Regions from separate parts of the Gossypium hirsutum genome. Here regions 1, 3, 4 and 5 are each linked to region 2. Evidence: chromatin contacts called from public Hi-C data. All regions are on one chromosome and are shown on one strand. The core of a region is the stretch at or near the end of the contact, and the rest is flanking DNA. Distances in the headings are between cores, read along the strand shown.

Evidence for each region. Hi-C and Micro-C count contacts between places; a contact is called where the count stands out from the background.
Region 1: a contact with region 2 is called in a Hi-C map of leaf, with 3 times the contacts expected there. The contact joins the enhancer-like site here to the promoter of LOC107957314 in region 2. A contact is called at or near these places in 2 of 34 Hi-C or Micro-C datasets (leaf and petal).
Region 3: a Hi-C map of leaf shows a contact between it and region 2, with 2.1 times the contacts expected there. The contact joins the promoter of LOC107959973 here to the promoter of LOC107957314 in region 2. A contact is called at or near these places in 8 of 34 Hi-C or Micro-C datasets (anther, leaf and seedling).
Region 4: a contact with region 2 is called in a Hi-C map of leaf, with 3 times the contacts expected there. The contact joins the promoter of LOC107886318 here to the promoter of LOC107957314 in region 2. A contact is called at or near these places in 3 of 34 Hi-C or Micro-C datasets (leaf and petal).
Region 5: a contact with region 2 is called in a Hi-C map of leaf, with 2.6 times the contacts expected there. The contact joins the promoter of LOC107886320 here to the promoter of LOC107957314 in region 2. A contact is called at or near these places in 17 of 34 Hi-C or Micro-C datasets (anther, callus, hypocotyl and 3 more).

The regions. Positions count from the first base shown.
Region 1 is chrA05:74,856,760-74,859,459 of Gossypium_hirsutum_v2.1, reverse strand. No RefSeq gene overlaps it. Among protein-coding and RNA genes, the nearest start is that of LOC107959974, 39 kb to the right of the region's middle. Within about 2 kb of position 1,404, at least 3 of the 9 cell types and tissues checked have an H3K27ac peak or open chromatin away from gene starts, as enhancers often do. A contact at or near this core is called in leaf, where this site is marked.
Region 2 is chrA05:74,370,678-74,373,377 of Gossypium_hirsutum_v2.1, reverse strand. It overlaps LOC107957314 (NLR family CARD domain-containing protein 3), which reads right to left and starts at 1,273. Exons shown (of 18, transcript XM_016892818.2): 1 at 973-1,273; 2 at 613-880; 3 at 1-156. The coding sequence starts at 1,014.
Region 3 is chrA05:74,813,881-74,816,679 of Gossypium_hirsutum_v2.1, reverse strand. It overlaps LOC107959973 (protein PLASTID REDOX INSENSITIVE 2, chloroplastic), which reads right to left and starts at 1,439. Exons shown (of 4, transcript XM_016896163.2): 1 at 945-1,439; 2 at 746-844. The coding sequence starts at 1,187.
Region 4 is chrA05:73,880,761-73,883,460 of Gossypium_hirsutum_v2.1, reverse strand. LOC107886318 (DExH-box ATP-dependent RNA helicase DExH15 chloroplastic) reads left to right here and starts at 1,447. Exons shown (of 8, transcript XM_016810216.2): 1 at 1,447-2,044; 2 at 2,130-2,305; 3 at 2,622-2,700. The coding sequence starts at 1,562.
Region 5 is chrA05:74,035,970-74,038,669 of Gossypium_hirsutum_v2.1, reverse strand. LOC107886320 (probable galacturonosyltransferase-like 9) reads right to left here and starts at 1,315. Exons shown (of 2, transcript XM_041112648.1): 1 at 1,039-1,315; 2 at 1-914. The coding sequence starts at 810. LOC107886319 (pyruvate dehydrogenase E1 component subunit alpha, mitochondrial) reads right to left here. Exons shown (of 8, transcript XM_016810217.2): 8 at 2,265-2,609. The coding sequence ends at 2,565.

The DNA.
Region 1 (2,700 bases), core at 155-2,654, 490 kb before region 2:
ACTTAAAATATTTACTTTAAATTTTGCTCAAATCAATGTAAATTATTAACCAAAACACATTCAATTTTTTATAATATTTTTCTGTTTTTTATTTATTTTTAGTGAACTTAATATATTTTTTTAATGATTAGATTATAATGTTTCATGTTAAACTTTAATGTGATATTAATTACATAATACATTATCAATTTGAAAAATAACTAAAAGCTCCACTTATATTTTAAATAAACTTTGAAATTATAAATGAAGTGGAGCTCATTTAGATCTATAAGTAGCTCATTTATGTCTATAAGTACTTTATTTTTTCTATTTTAAAAAATATTTATTATTTAATGTTTAGTAACATATTTTTAATATTTAGATTATAAATATTTAATATCTAATATTAATGTCATACTAGTTACACAATAGATATCATTTTTTTTTGTTATTAACACTTCTGTTAATAGTAGTGTCAGAAAATATTGTTCCCTACAAAATCACTCTTTGGTAAGATTGTACGATTTGCTCCACTATTGGGATGCCTTGAAAAGCATGACTTGGAAGCTCAAACACAGAGACTATCAAGAAGTTTACTTCTTAACTTTTCTCGGGTATATAACTACTTTTTTCCCTCCACATTGAGTAAATTGTTAAAGCACTTGTACTTAAGTTTGCAAGTAGCACTCCCTTTATCAAAATGAATTATAAAAGTGTAACTTTCACGAAACGATTATTATATCCACTATCTTCGTAATTGTTCTCTCAGTACTCACTATTAGTAACATGAACATGATTTTCTTCACCTTGATTACCCATCATTCATAGCATACTCTTGTGAGTTAACTGCATCTTTTTCATATCTATAAAATATGCAACTTGTTTTGTTGATAACTATTTTAAAAAATTAAATGATGAATCTAATGTTTCATTTAGGGATTTTTTTTATCTTTTAGTAAATCTAAATACTTAAAATTTACTTTGAAATTTCATTCAAAGATCACAACAACTATAGGTCTCATCATTCCATAACCACCACTTGCCATCACACTTGTTTTCCATGATATGTTTCGATCTTGCTTTTCATAATACTTCATTTTACTGGATTGTAACGCTTGCTCACTTAAATAAAGAAATACATAATATTAAAAAAATATATTATAAAATTAAAAACATATGGAGATAAGAGAGTATCTCATATTTGAAGTCAACTATATATATTTGCGCTCAATCTCAATTCTTTTAATTTAATAGTTTTTATCCAAAACATATTAAACATCAAATTTCCCAAAACATAGCAATTGCAATCAAAACTTGAAAAAGAGATGAAATTGTAAGAGGGAGAGGAGAATGTGGTCCCGCGGAGGATTAGGCCATCACGAACGAGCAGTCTTTATCGGACAGGCAATTTGAACAGGATGGATTAATATGTTACTTAATCATACAAGTGGGCGAGAGGACCATTGGTGCCCCCACAATTCCCGGAACTGCCCATGCCCCTACCTGCTCAGCTTTCCATGTCTAAATTCCATGCTACTATTTGTAATAATTAATAAGAATATTCATATTTTTCGGGTCACTTTCTACTATTAATATTATATTATTCGTAAGTTTTAAATTTAATTTTGAAATTAAAATTCTATTATTTTCAAATCTTATATTATTACATGTGTTATCTTATACTATTATGATTTTATTTATATAATACTAAAAAATTACTCATTTTTTTAGTTAATAGATTCAATTAATACTGAACTAAAATTTTGAAAGTCAAAAGAAATAGATATTAAAAATAATCAAAAATAAAATAAAATAATTCCTTTTCTACATAAAATGTTTGGACTTTTTGTTGAAATCAATTTGTAATAATTTCAAAAACTTTCCATTCATTTGGTCAAATTATCAATTTGTCTCCTATGATGACATAACTTCAATTTGACAAATTAATAGTGTTATATCAAAATGTTGGTAAAATCCAACTTATTAAAGATACAAAAAAATTTTAAATGTTTTGCTAATTATTAGGGCTAGACTTTTCTAGATTTTCCGACAAACCATTTTCTAAATTATTTGTAATTTTGTTCTGTTAAAGCATTAAACTTGCTCCAACACTCTTTAGAACTTGTTGTACCAACTTTAAAAGACCTAAATTTAGACTTAAAACTTTTGTATTAACAAAATACAAACTTTTCACGACAAGATAATTTCATGTTATAACAAATCTCACTTTTATTTATCGATAGATGGATGGGAAGTTGGTTTCTCCAATTTAATTAATTTTTTAAAAAGAAATTTAGATTAATTTAATTTCAGAAGTGAACAATTTAGGATAACTAATTACATTGTTAATGTCTTCTATCAATTGTATATAATTTTAATTGGTATTGGTATAATAATAAATTTATCTTTCAATGTTTATATATTTTGGCATTTTGGCATTAATTCTAAATGTAACACCCCAAATCCGGTCTAGAAGTTATGGCCAAATCTGGAAAGGTTAGTATAACAGCCGAAAATCTAGTTCTTGTAAATTTCAAAAAGAGTCGTAAAGTTTTATCATTTAAAAACCTCGATTTAAAAGAAAAACATATCTAACTTTACTTTTTAGTTGAAAACAACGTTTGCTTACATTTTCTAGATCGTATACTTTGCGTCAAAAATTCTTAGATCAATATGTATAAGAAAACCGAGTTTATTTCCTGGAAATCAATTGTTTTGAAG
Region 2 (2,700 bases), core at 24-2,523:
GCTTTGACTGTCTATCAATCTTAGCAGTAACACTTGACAATAGATTTGTTCCTGCGGCAAAAGACCACTTCACTCCTTGTGAAGGAGATTTATTTTCAACAGATGAAGACCTAGATGGCTTCGGCATAAGGAGTTTCTCCACCAATTTCCATAAAACTGTCAGCTGAAGACATCAATTAGGGTACATGTAGGATAAACATAACAAAGAATATGTGCTGCACTCGTGTAAACATTCCGTACAAAGCCTAACGCAGTCCCAATAAAAGGAAAAGAAAGATTCCAAAATGCCATTCATATGCCTAGCGCAACAGAAAGAAATAGTAAGGTATAAAAGCTGACAACACGTTGGCTTAAAGACTAAAATAAATGCTAAAGTCGGATTAAAAATCAAATGCCATTAAAAAATGTAATGCTTATAGCTATGGCCTGAGTAAGCAATCAAGAAAAACCAGAGCGCTGGTAAATTTTCATTGTGCTCAACCAAATTGGGGAATTTCAACAACCTCATCCAAATTATTGACGAAACTCATGAATTTATACATAAGAATGCAATCAGTTAGATTCTTCCAAATTCACCATCCACTAGAAAAGAAGAGAAACGGAAATCCATACCAAAAGTAGCGGCGATAAAAACGCCAGCGGGCGCCAGAAATGTTGCAATCTGCTTCACCGGAGCACTACTGAGAGGCTGCTGCGCCTGCGACTCTCCGTAAACACGCCGCCTCGCGCCTCCCTCCGCACCGTACGCTGCCGTTACCACCAATCTCTTGGACCTGGAGTAACGTCTCCTAGTAATAAACCAAGCAGAATCATGACCAAGACAGCGGCCGTAGTCCGAAGCCAACGCTTGAAGGCCAAGCATCTGCTTCTTCGGAAGAACCTGAGAATAACGAAACATATAAACAAATAGAGTAAGCTTCACCTTTCGAGAGACCGAAGAGATTAAGAAAAAGAGTGAGCGCGTGTAATTACCTTGGGATGAGAGTATAGAGGGAGAGTGGAAGTGAGGGCCATGGAAGTGGAGGTTAAATGCGCATAAGGGTAGAGAGGCTGCTATCTTGCACCTACCGATTGGACTTTACAGTTTACAGAGAAGAAGAAGAAGAAGGGATAGGAGCGGCGAACAGAGCGACAGTATCTCCAGAATGTTGTCTAATTATAAAACCAAAAAACTAAAAATAAAAGCATATGGACTTTGCAAAGTTTGCATTAAACAAACAAGACTTTTCGGGTTGGGTTTATCTTGATCCCTAAAAGAATTTGATGATTTTCTGTCCGGGTCAGGCCGGCTTAACCTATTTAATAATTCTCTCAATAATTTTTTTTATTTTATATAATAATTGGATGTCATTTATATATATTTATTTAGATTTTCTAAAAATTGATAAAATTATATATCTATTTTTTAAAATTTTATAATAAAATCATACATATTTTATGATCATTTTTAAATTTGATCGAATAATTAAAAATAAATTTTAATTTAATTTAATTTAATTTATAATCATAATCACAATTCTTTTTTTTTAAATCTAATGATAAGAAATTCAAATAGTAAGATAATATTATTTATATTTACGATGAATTTTAAATTTAAATTTAATATTAAGATAAATACTATTTAAATATGAAGATATTTTAATTAATTTTATTTATATTTAAGATTAATTTTAATTTTAATTTTAATTTTAATTAAATAATGCAAATATTAAGATTATTTATTTTTATGATAATTTTTATATTATATTATATTTTAAAATTTTGAATGTTAAACTATATTGTTTGAGAATAAATGAAATTATGCCAATTGAATTTTAGCTCAATTAGTATGGGTTAGAGATAAACTATGCCTAATTTTAAGCATTGTATAAAAAAATAAAAGAAATTATATTATTTAATTAAATTTATTATAAAAAATTTTGGGTTAATGTCGATGCTTGTACTTTGATAAAATGTTGAACGTGATATTTGTACTTTGAAAATGTCCAATGCTATTTGATTTATTAATATATGTTTTATTATAGTCTTGGTGTTAACACTATTAGTAAATTGCTAAATCAACCAATGAAATTTAAATACGTACATTTTCTTTTCAAAATTATTAAGTCGACATGAATAATATAAAATCATGTGAAAAGCTAAATAAAACCCAAAAAATTGTATAAAAACAAAAAATTAAATTAAATTAAAAATAACTAAATGTATGGTTAATAAAAATTAAATATTAAACTTACATGAAAGTTCATTTTCATGGATAATTAAAAAATTATTTAAAAATTAAATAAAAATATTTTTTTTGGTGAATTACAATAACAGAGTAAAACCCGAAAAACAAATGCGACTAGCACGACTCAAACCGAGGCCACACCTAGGACGATAAACACTCTTGACCATCAGGCCATCACATGGAGATTACAAAATAATTATTTTAAATTGAAAACTCTTTGATGAAGATGGTCATTTATTTAAATGAAAATGATGATCTTGTTGTTTTCGTAAGTTTAGTATTTATTTCTTTTTTATTAACTATATGTTTAGTTATTTGCTTTTTAAATTAATTTTTTTTGTTTTATTTAGGTTTTCACATAATTATATTATCCATGTGGACTTGATTGTTTGGAAAAAAATTGTATGTGTCGAATTTTTATTGACTAGTTTAGCAATTCAGTGTTAAGATCAAGTACCATAATAAAAACACAT
Region 3 (2,799 bases), core at 190-2,689, 440 kb before region 2:
GATACAAAAGACCATGTAGGCCTATCTCATTCCAAGATCCTAAGATCATCTTAGGGTTTGTTGAAGTCTTCTAAGAATGAATTTTGACACCTGAAACCATCTTATTATGTATTAATACTAAGCCACCATACTTGATACTCCGTCCATGAATCGTGGGTATTGACTCTTGAGAATGAAACAAGGCTCCAATAAAATAAAAAATTCTGTTCAGTGGTACATTCTTTCAAGTAAGTCATCGAAGTATGGAGGATGATAACAGCATGGGCGATTTTGGAACTAGGAACGCAAAGCTACACGAGGGCCGTCAATCCAATCTAACTACCAGCAGTTTTATCAGAAAATACAAAGAGGGATACCATAATACCAATCAGAATGCATCAGGGAGCAGAATAGCAATAACATGGGCTGGAAGCCGCCAAGTGAGGGAAGAGTCAAAACTAAATTTGATGGAGCCGTTCAAACAAACAGTCGAACAGGTGGTGTTGAGTATAATTGTTCGAGACTATCAATGTCAAGTTTTGGCAGGTTCGGTGAAGAATATGCAACATGTAACAAAAACAGCGAAGGTGGAAGCAACGGCTGGCTACAGGGCTTTCGTGTACGCAAAAGAGTCGGGCTTATAAAGGATAGAGCTGGAAGGTGATGCTTTAACTCTCATTGAATTCAACAAAAACCATTCATAATATATTAACAATTAATCGAAATTAGCCGTTGCTAGAAAAGAAAAAAGAAAAAGGGAAAGTACCTCAACGCAAACGACAATGACAGAATCAAGGTCATCACCAAATTTGTCTTTGTCTTTGGGTAACTTGTTGAAAAGCTCAGCTTTAAACTTCTGGGTCTCCTATTATACCAAATACCCACAAAAATAATCAAAAGAAAATCTATCATTGGAGCTTAAAACCATAATACGTTTTTCTAAACATACAAGTGTATAAACTTACGGCTTCAGCAAACTTAGGGATAGGGTCATGGTAAACGTATTTTTGGGAATGCGAGGATCTGAGAACGCTAAGGAACGGTTTTACGGAGATGGGTTTTGAAGAGAGGGTTGGAAAAGAGAGAGGAGGAGAAGGCGGGTTTAGTATAAGGCCGGCGTTTCGCAGGATAAGAATGGTGGAGGTTGGAATTTTGGCGGGAGTTAAGGATGGGGGAATAGAGACCAACGAACACGAAGAAGACGCCATTTTCGGGTGATAGATTGTAATGGATGGAGTTGAACTTTTAATTTTGGATTTTTTTGGGCCTGTGACTGATTGTTAATTTGGGTGCTAGGGTTGGTATCGGGCCTCTTAGTTCAATTTTCTTTTTCTAGATGTATTACAAGTGTAGTCCTTGATTATTTCATATTATGTATTTTAAATCAATATTGGTTTTTTTCATGGTTAAATTTTAGTATTAGTATCTGTATTATGCATAAGTTGTGGATTTAGCCCTTATATTTTAATTTAGTCTTTATATTTTAATTTAGTCATTTTCGATCCCTCTACTTTTAGAATTTTAAAATTTTAGTCTTAACCAAATGGTGACTATTAAATTCATTAAGTTATACTATTTTCAAAATTTGATGCCTCAAATATATTATCATATGTGTAATGTCATATCAACTTACTATTTCCATATTACTCAGAAAAAACCAATTAATAAATTATAATTGTCATTTGTATTAAGACTGAAATTTTGAAATTCGAAAAACATATCAACTAAGATTGATTCAACTAAAAAGAATACAAACTAAATCTATAACTTTACGCATAATATAATACTAATAGTAAAATTTAACTAAACAAACTTAACTGCTATAGTTTGGTTAAGACTAAGATTAACCAATTCAAAAAAAAATCAAATTAAAATACAAATACTAAATCCACGTTACAAAATACAAATTCTAATTTCAAAATTTGACCGTCAAATATTCACGATTAATAGCTTCCCAATTTAAAGGTAAACTTCCTTATTAATGAATTATTGAATGTTAAGTATAACTCTTATTTCAGTCAAATTTGAAAAATATTCTTTTAGTTAAACTTTGTTTATTTGTTTTAATCAAACACTGATTAGTTTAGATTATTTTATTATTATTTGACCTATGAATTTAGCCTATAAATAGGCTCTTTTACAATATTAGAAAATACACCCATTAGATATTAGAACTCATAACACATTTAGAGAATTTTGTGCTTACGTTTGGAGGGTTCTTTGTTTTCAGGTTTTCAGGGTTTAGTTTTTATTTCCATCTTTTATACTCTTCGTTCTTTTGCCATTATAATAAAATTATCTTTGCCCGTGGTTTTTTATCCTCTTTGGAGGGGTTTTTCTACGTTAAATTTGTATGTTCAATTTATCAATTTATTCAGCTATTTTTTTTACTTGTTGCTTAATCGGGTCGATCCTAACAAGTGGTATCAGAGCTAGTTCAATTTTCATAGATCAGCCTGTTCAGAGATGGCAGCAACAAGGTTTGAAATTGAGAAGTTTGATGGTGAGACAAATTTCAATTTATGGCAAGTTCAGATGATGGCAATTCTAGTTCAAACCGACTTGAAAAAGGTTGTTACTGGAAAAAAAAGCCTGAGAATTTAAATCAAACTGAATGGGAAGAGCTTGATGAAAAGGCCTTTCTGCAATCTAGTTGTGCCTTGTGAATACGGTATTGTAGGAGGTATTGGTGGAGAAGACCTCATCCACCTTGTGGAAAAGGTTAGAAACTCTTTATGTGACTAAGTCTCTAGCTAACCAATTAGTGTTGAAACAACGTTTATTTACGTTTCGCATGAACGAATGTGAACTTCTTAGAGA
Region 4 (2,700 bases), core at 198-2,697, 490 kb after region 2:
ATCCTCGCTTCACTTCTCAATTCTGTAAGAAATTACATGAGGCTCTGGGTTCAAGGTTGGACTTCAATACTGCGTTCCATCTTTAGACCGATGGTCAATCTGAGATGGTGATTTAGATACTGGAGGATATGTGTTGGAGTTGCGTGATTGATTTCCAAGATAGTTGGGAGGATTATCTGCCGCTAACTGAGTTTGCCCACAATAACAGTTTCCAAGCTACTATTTAAATGGCATCTTATAAGGCTTTGTATGGTCATAAGTGTCGTACTCCGTTGTGTTGGACTGATTTGGGCGAACATCGAGTTTTGGGTCCTGAATTGGTTTCCGAGACTGTTTATCCATAAATGAATATGTTTGGCATTTAATTACACGTGCATATGAATATTTTATAAATTGACTGTAGTTGCTCTAACAACAACTGTAGCACCTTGTAACTTAAACCCGACGACCGGGTCGGGCGAGGGGTTTTATAGATAACTAGTGAGCCAATATTTGCTTTTATTTTGCTTTGCATGTAATAAACATTGATGATAATATACAAGGGTACTAATGCAATTTATAAATATTTTTATTAAACCAATTTGTTTGAAAAATACAAGTATACAAAATGAATATATTATATTTAGGGCACTAGATCCAGCAATTACTTTTTTATTAATTCATTTACTCACTTGCTGTTCACCTAGCCCTTTTAATGAATTATTGTTTCACTAATTCACTTATTACTATTGGCATCAATATTCTCTTATTGAATCTTCTTCTAATCTATCACTACTTGCACTTGTCATCAATGCCATTCTATTCATATCTTTTTTAGCTCACATTGAAATTTTACTTCCAATTATCAATAATTGTAACACTTAGCCCTTAGTAAACTCTAGCAAAATTCATTTGGATACTCGGGATTTCAACCAAACACTATACACTAATTTGTACTAAAGTTGTAACCAACCTTACACCAAATCACTTAAGGTCCTCACTATACACTTGCGTGTTATGCTATATGGCATGAATATTTGTCTTCACACTAAACACTGTCTTCAAAACAAAGCATGTACATATTTATTAGTATGCTAATTGTGCCCATACTATTTCACTAAGTTTACTAGGACATTGCACTTTTAAGGTTGTTTGTCACATTTTCAAAATCTATATTGTACACCATTACCACACAATAACTCATGTACACATAATTACATATACATTTCTAATATTATTTGTTTTAAAAGCCATTAATGATCACTTGTTTATTAAGTATTACTTTGTGCATTTCACAACACTTTACTCATCATTGTAATTTAGTAGTTCATTTATTTTGAAATGATTTGATAAAAAATATAATTTTTTTTTGTGAAGTAAAGAAATCCTGATACCAAAAAAAAATCTAGTGTAACGCTGGCTGAAGTAGATAACAAAACGAAGCAAAGATATTCTGTTATTTATATATAACAAAATAAATATTCAAACCGCCGGCGGTTCAATTTTGTATTGGTTGGTATCCAAATGGATTGTCCAGTGGTGTAAGTAACTCGGTCTACAGTAACGCTAAGCAACTCCCGCCATGAACACTCTCTCAATCCTCACTCTTCCTTCTCTATTCCGACAAACCAAACACTCCCAATTCCCTCACTTCCGCTGCATTTCTCAATCCCTACCTTTCCCTCGCCCTTCTTCCATCTTCTCTCCGCTTTCTTTTCGTCTCTCTTTCAAATCCCCTCGCTCTCCCTTCTCCGCTGAGCCCCAACTCTTTGACGAGGAACTCGAAGATGACGAAGACGACGATGATTTTGAAGCTGCGGATGAATACGACGAATACGAAGACATTTCCGGTGAAGTTTCCGACCATGTCCAACCGAGCGAAGACGAAGATGAAGACGATACCGAAAACGAAAAAGAAATCTCAGTGGATTCATCCAACTGGCAGAAAGAATCCACTTGGCAACGAGTTGAAAAGCTTTGTAATCTAGTTAAGGAATTGGGGGAGGAAATGATTGACGTCGATGCACTCGCTGATATTTACGATTTTCGCATTGATAAATTTCAGGTTCCTTATTTTTAATATGTTCTTTAAAGAAAAAAAGAAGAAGAAGAATTTGAAGTTCTAATGATCTTGCCCTTGTATTTTGAAGAGAATGGCAATAGAAGCGTTTTTAAGGGGTTCGTCTGTGGTGGTTTCAGCGCCCACCAGCAGCGGAAAGACTTTAATTGCGGAAGCTGCTGCCGTGGCGACGGTAGCCAGGAGGAGGAGGTTATTCTATACAACCCCGCTTAAGGCATTATCCAATCAAAAGTTTCGACAGTTTAGGTAATTAGAGCTATTTTCTTCCCCTCTCAACATGCATAATGAATTATAGTTTTCGTTTTTTATTATGTTTTTCAAATAATTTTAAGTTTCATTACTTTGTAAGTGGTTTTGGGTTGAAACATGCTATTAATGCATTAAAATTTAAAATTTAAACCTCACCATAATTGTAGAGTTCATATGGCCTCCAGGCTCCAAATAACTTTCAAGGGGCCCTGCCACTATAAATAGTGGGATTGGGTCATGCTTACATTGTAGTGCAAATAATTATAGGTGATATGAACCCTTCGAGCTGATATAGTGATCTTTGTTGTTTTAGGGAGACATTTGGGGATAATAATGTGGGCCTTCTCACAGGAGATTCTGCTGTCAACAAGGATGCTCAGATTTTAGTCTTG
Region 5 (2,700 bases), core at 66-2,565, 330 kb after region 2:
AATATGATCAAGAGGGCACGGGTTTCCACCATCCAGTCGAACCCATGGCTTCCCTTTCCCACTCCAATGCAACAAGCTGACCGGACCCGGATGCAACGACCGACATGAACCTCGTATATTGTCCCCTCCAAGCCCATGTTGGTTCCATCTATGATCAATGCCTTCTACATTCCCAGCAAATACCAGCAAATAGGGTGGCAATGAGCCCAACTCGTATATCTTTTTTTTCCTTTGTATTTCCATCCAATTCTCTATTCTTTTCCTGTAATTCCCTTCTCTCCAACGCACTAAATCCATTACCATTACTCCCGTGTTGAAATAACACGGCTTTCTGGACCGGAAAACCCGGGATATTACCGGGTCCGACCAAAACCCGGCCGTGAAATACTTGGTGAAGTTTGCATGGCAGTATTCGGGTGCGCCGATGACTCGAGAGTTGGTCAACGTTGTGTTCCAGAGTTTGAGGATGTCATCGACGAGGACCAGGTCTGAGTCGAGATAAATGACTCGGTCTACTTGGAGATCCAACATGTCCCCGAGGTAGTTCCGAGCGTAGTTCAGTGGGTTCTCGAGGGCTTGCCGGATTGAAGAAGAGATCAAGTTGATCACTGTGTCTTCGCGGAAGATGTAGATTCTGAAGTTGAGTGAAGGGAATGTGGAGCGAACGAGTTTGCTCAAGACTCTTGGACTCGCGGGGTCGAACTCGGCGGCAATGAAGTGAAAGAAGATGTTTTCAGGACACGAAGCGTGGCGGACGACGGAGTGGATGGCGGCGATCGACCCCCGCAAGTATTCAAAGTCTAAAGTCATTGCCACTTGGACTAAATTGCGGTCGCCGGAGGAAACCGGACACTCCACTCCGTTACGGTAATACGGTGCCTCCGGAAACCGGAACCCCAACCCATCTCCTCCGACTGTGGTCCGAATAGCAAGACAAAACGATACCGTGAGAAAGACATGAAGAAGTAAAAGGGCGGCCGCATATAAAATAAAACGCATTATTCTTCAAAAAAGAAAAAAACCAAGAAAAAGAGAGACCGTTTCTTTTCAACTTTCAGTCGAAAAATAAGAAGATTATGGTCTTCGGCTTCATTGTAAGCGAAAACGCAGCTTATTGAAGGATCATTGTTATTACCCAATAGGAGTGTTTGGATTTTTTTCCTGCATAAGGGTTGGGTCTTTTGTGTTTTAAATGACAAATGAGGAAACTGGTGATGGAAGCAAAGAATGGGATGTTGCACCATCGGAGATTTCTTCAAATATCCTTTTTTATGCTTTGTTTCGGAATATGTAGATTTGGGCAAATATTTTTCTTTCTTTTTTTTAATCAAGATTCTGTTGGTTGGGACGTTGATGGCCTTTTAAAATGAGATAATTTTTTAACAAACTTTTTTTTCCCTCTTCCATTCTGTTATCCTTCAAGTGTTCATATATCTGCATTTTGCTAAATGGGACCTCCTCCCCTGTCAACCGAAAAGCAAGGAGGTAGGGGTTAAAGCCGTTTTAGTTCAAAAAGGATACTTGGGGCCAACAGGACTCCCTGTCAGTAAAACCCAAACTGAGCCGTTCGATCTTTGCATAAAGAGGTCTAGAGTGGCAGGCAGCTATTGAATGGGGTTAAGGCAAAGTACACACTAATCATTTCTCACACACCTACGCGCAAGCTTCCTCTTTCTTTGTGGAAAAACTATCTTCCCAGTAAAGACCAGGATATATTAATACTGGATGTGCCGTGGCTGTGAGACCTATGATCGCATTCACATGTTCACGGACCGCATCTTTGCCCAGCTTGTTTGGTTCGCTACTAAATTAGGACTTGGTATTGATGGTTTCTCCATATTCCAAAATTGGATCCCATGAGAACGATTTTCCTACTAGCTACTGGCTTGTATTCAAATCAGTCGAGGAGTTAGTGACCACTTGTGAGAAAGACTTCTTCAGCAATAACCCCCTGGAGATCTCTATCAATCATGAGATTAACAGCACGACCGGTTTGATACTCACCTTACAGGAACATACGAAGCTACGGAGGTATATGGCAACTCAAGCCAACCGGGGACTGCCTCTGCTTATAGTAGTGAATGTTCGTATCTTTGCTGACTGTTAAGACTTGTAAATTCGGGAAACATTATATTAAAAGATTCCTCGTTGATTCAATTTTCATGTAGCGACATGGATCATTAATTTCAGGTAAAGCTAATAAAGAATGAATCTGACGAAACTTACCTTTGAGCTATAAATGAGAGCATAAAAGCTCTTCTCCATTTGAAGAAAAGAATATTCATGCATTGCTTCTCTCAGAAATGCAACCTATTTAATCAAATCATAGGTAATGTAAAACCGTGGGATAAACCACAACATTACACATAACAACTCCGTCCATAATCTATAGAGGGGAACCAAATAAAGTATTCTATACAAATACAAATAGAAGTGCAAAATCAAATTGATAGCCGGGAAATCAGATCACCTTCCCTAGCTGCTTTATTTCTTTTCAGTCTTGCAAGATTGATTGGTGGGCAACGAATTAAAAATTAGTGAACTCACTCCAGAGAAGCCTCAAACTATGGAAGTGTAGCTCTTACTTCTTTCCTATCTGCTCCAAATGACTGCGGATGAAACAAAATGATAACAATAATATTAAATCAGACAGAGACCATTCCAGTGACCTTTGGATCATTCATTCATTTATTGAACAGG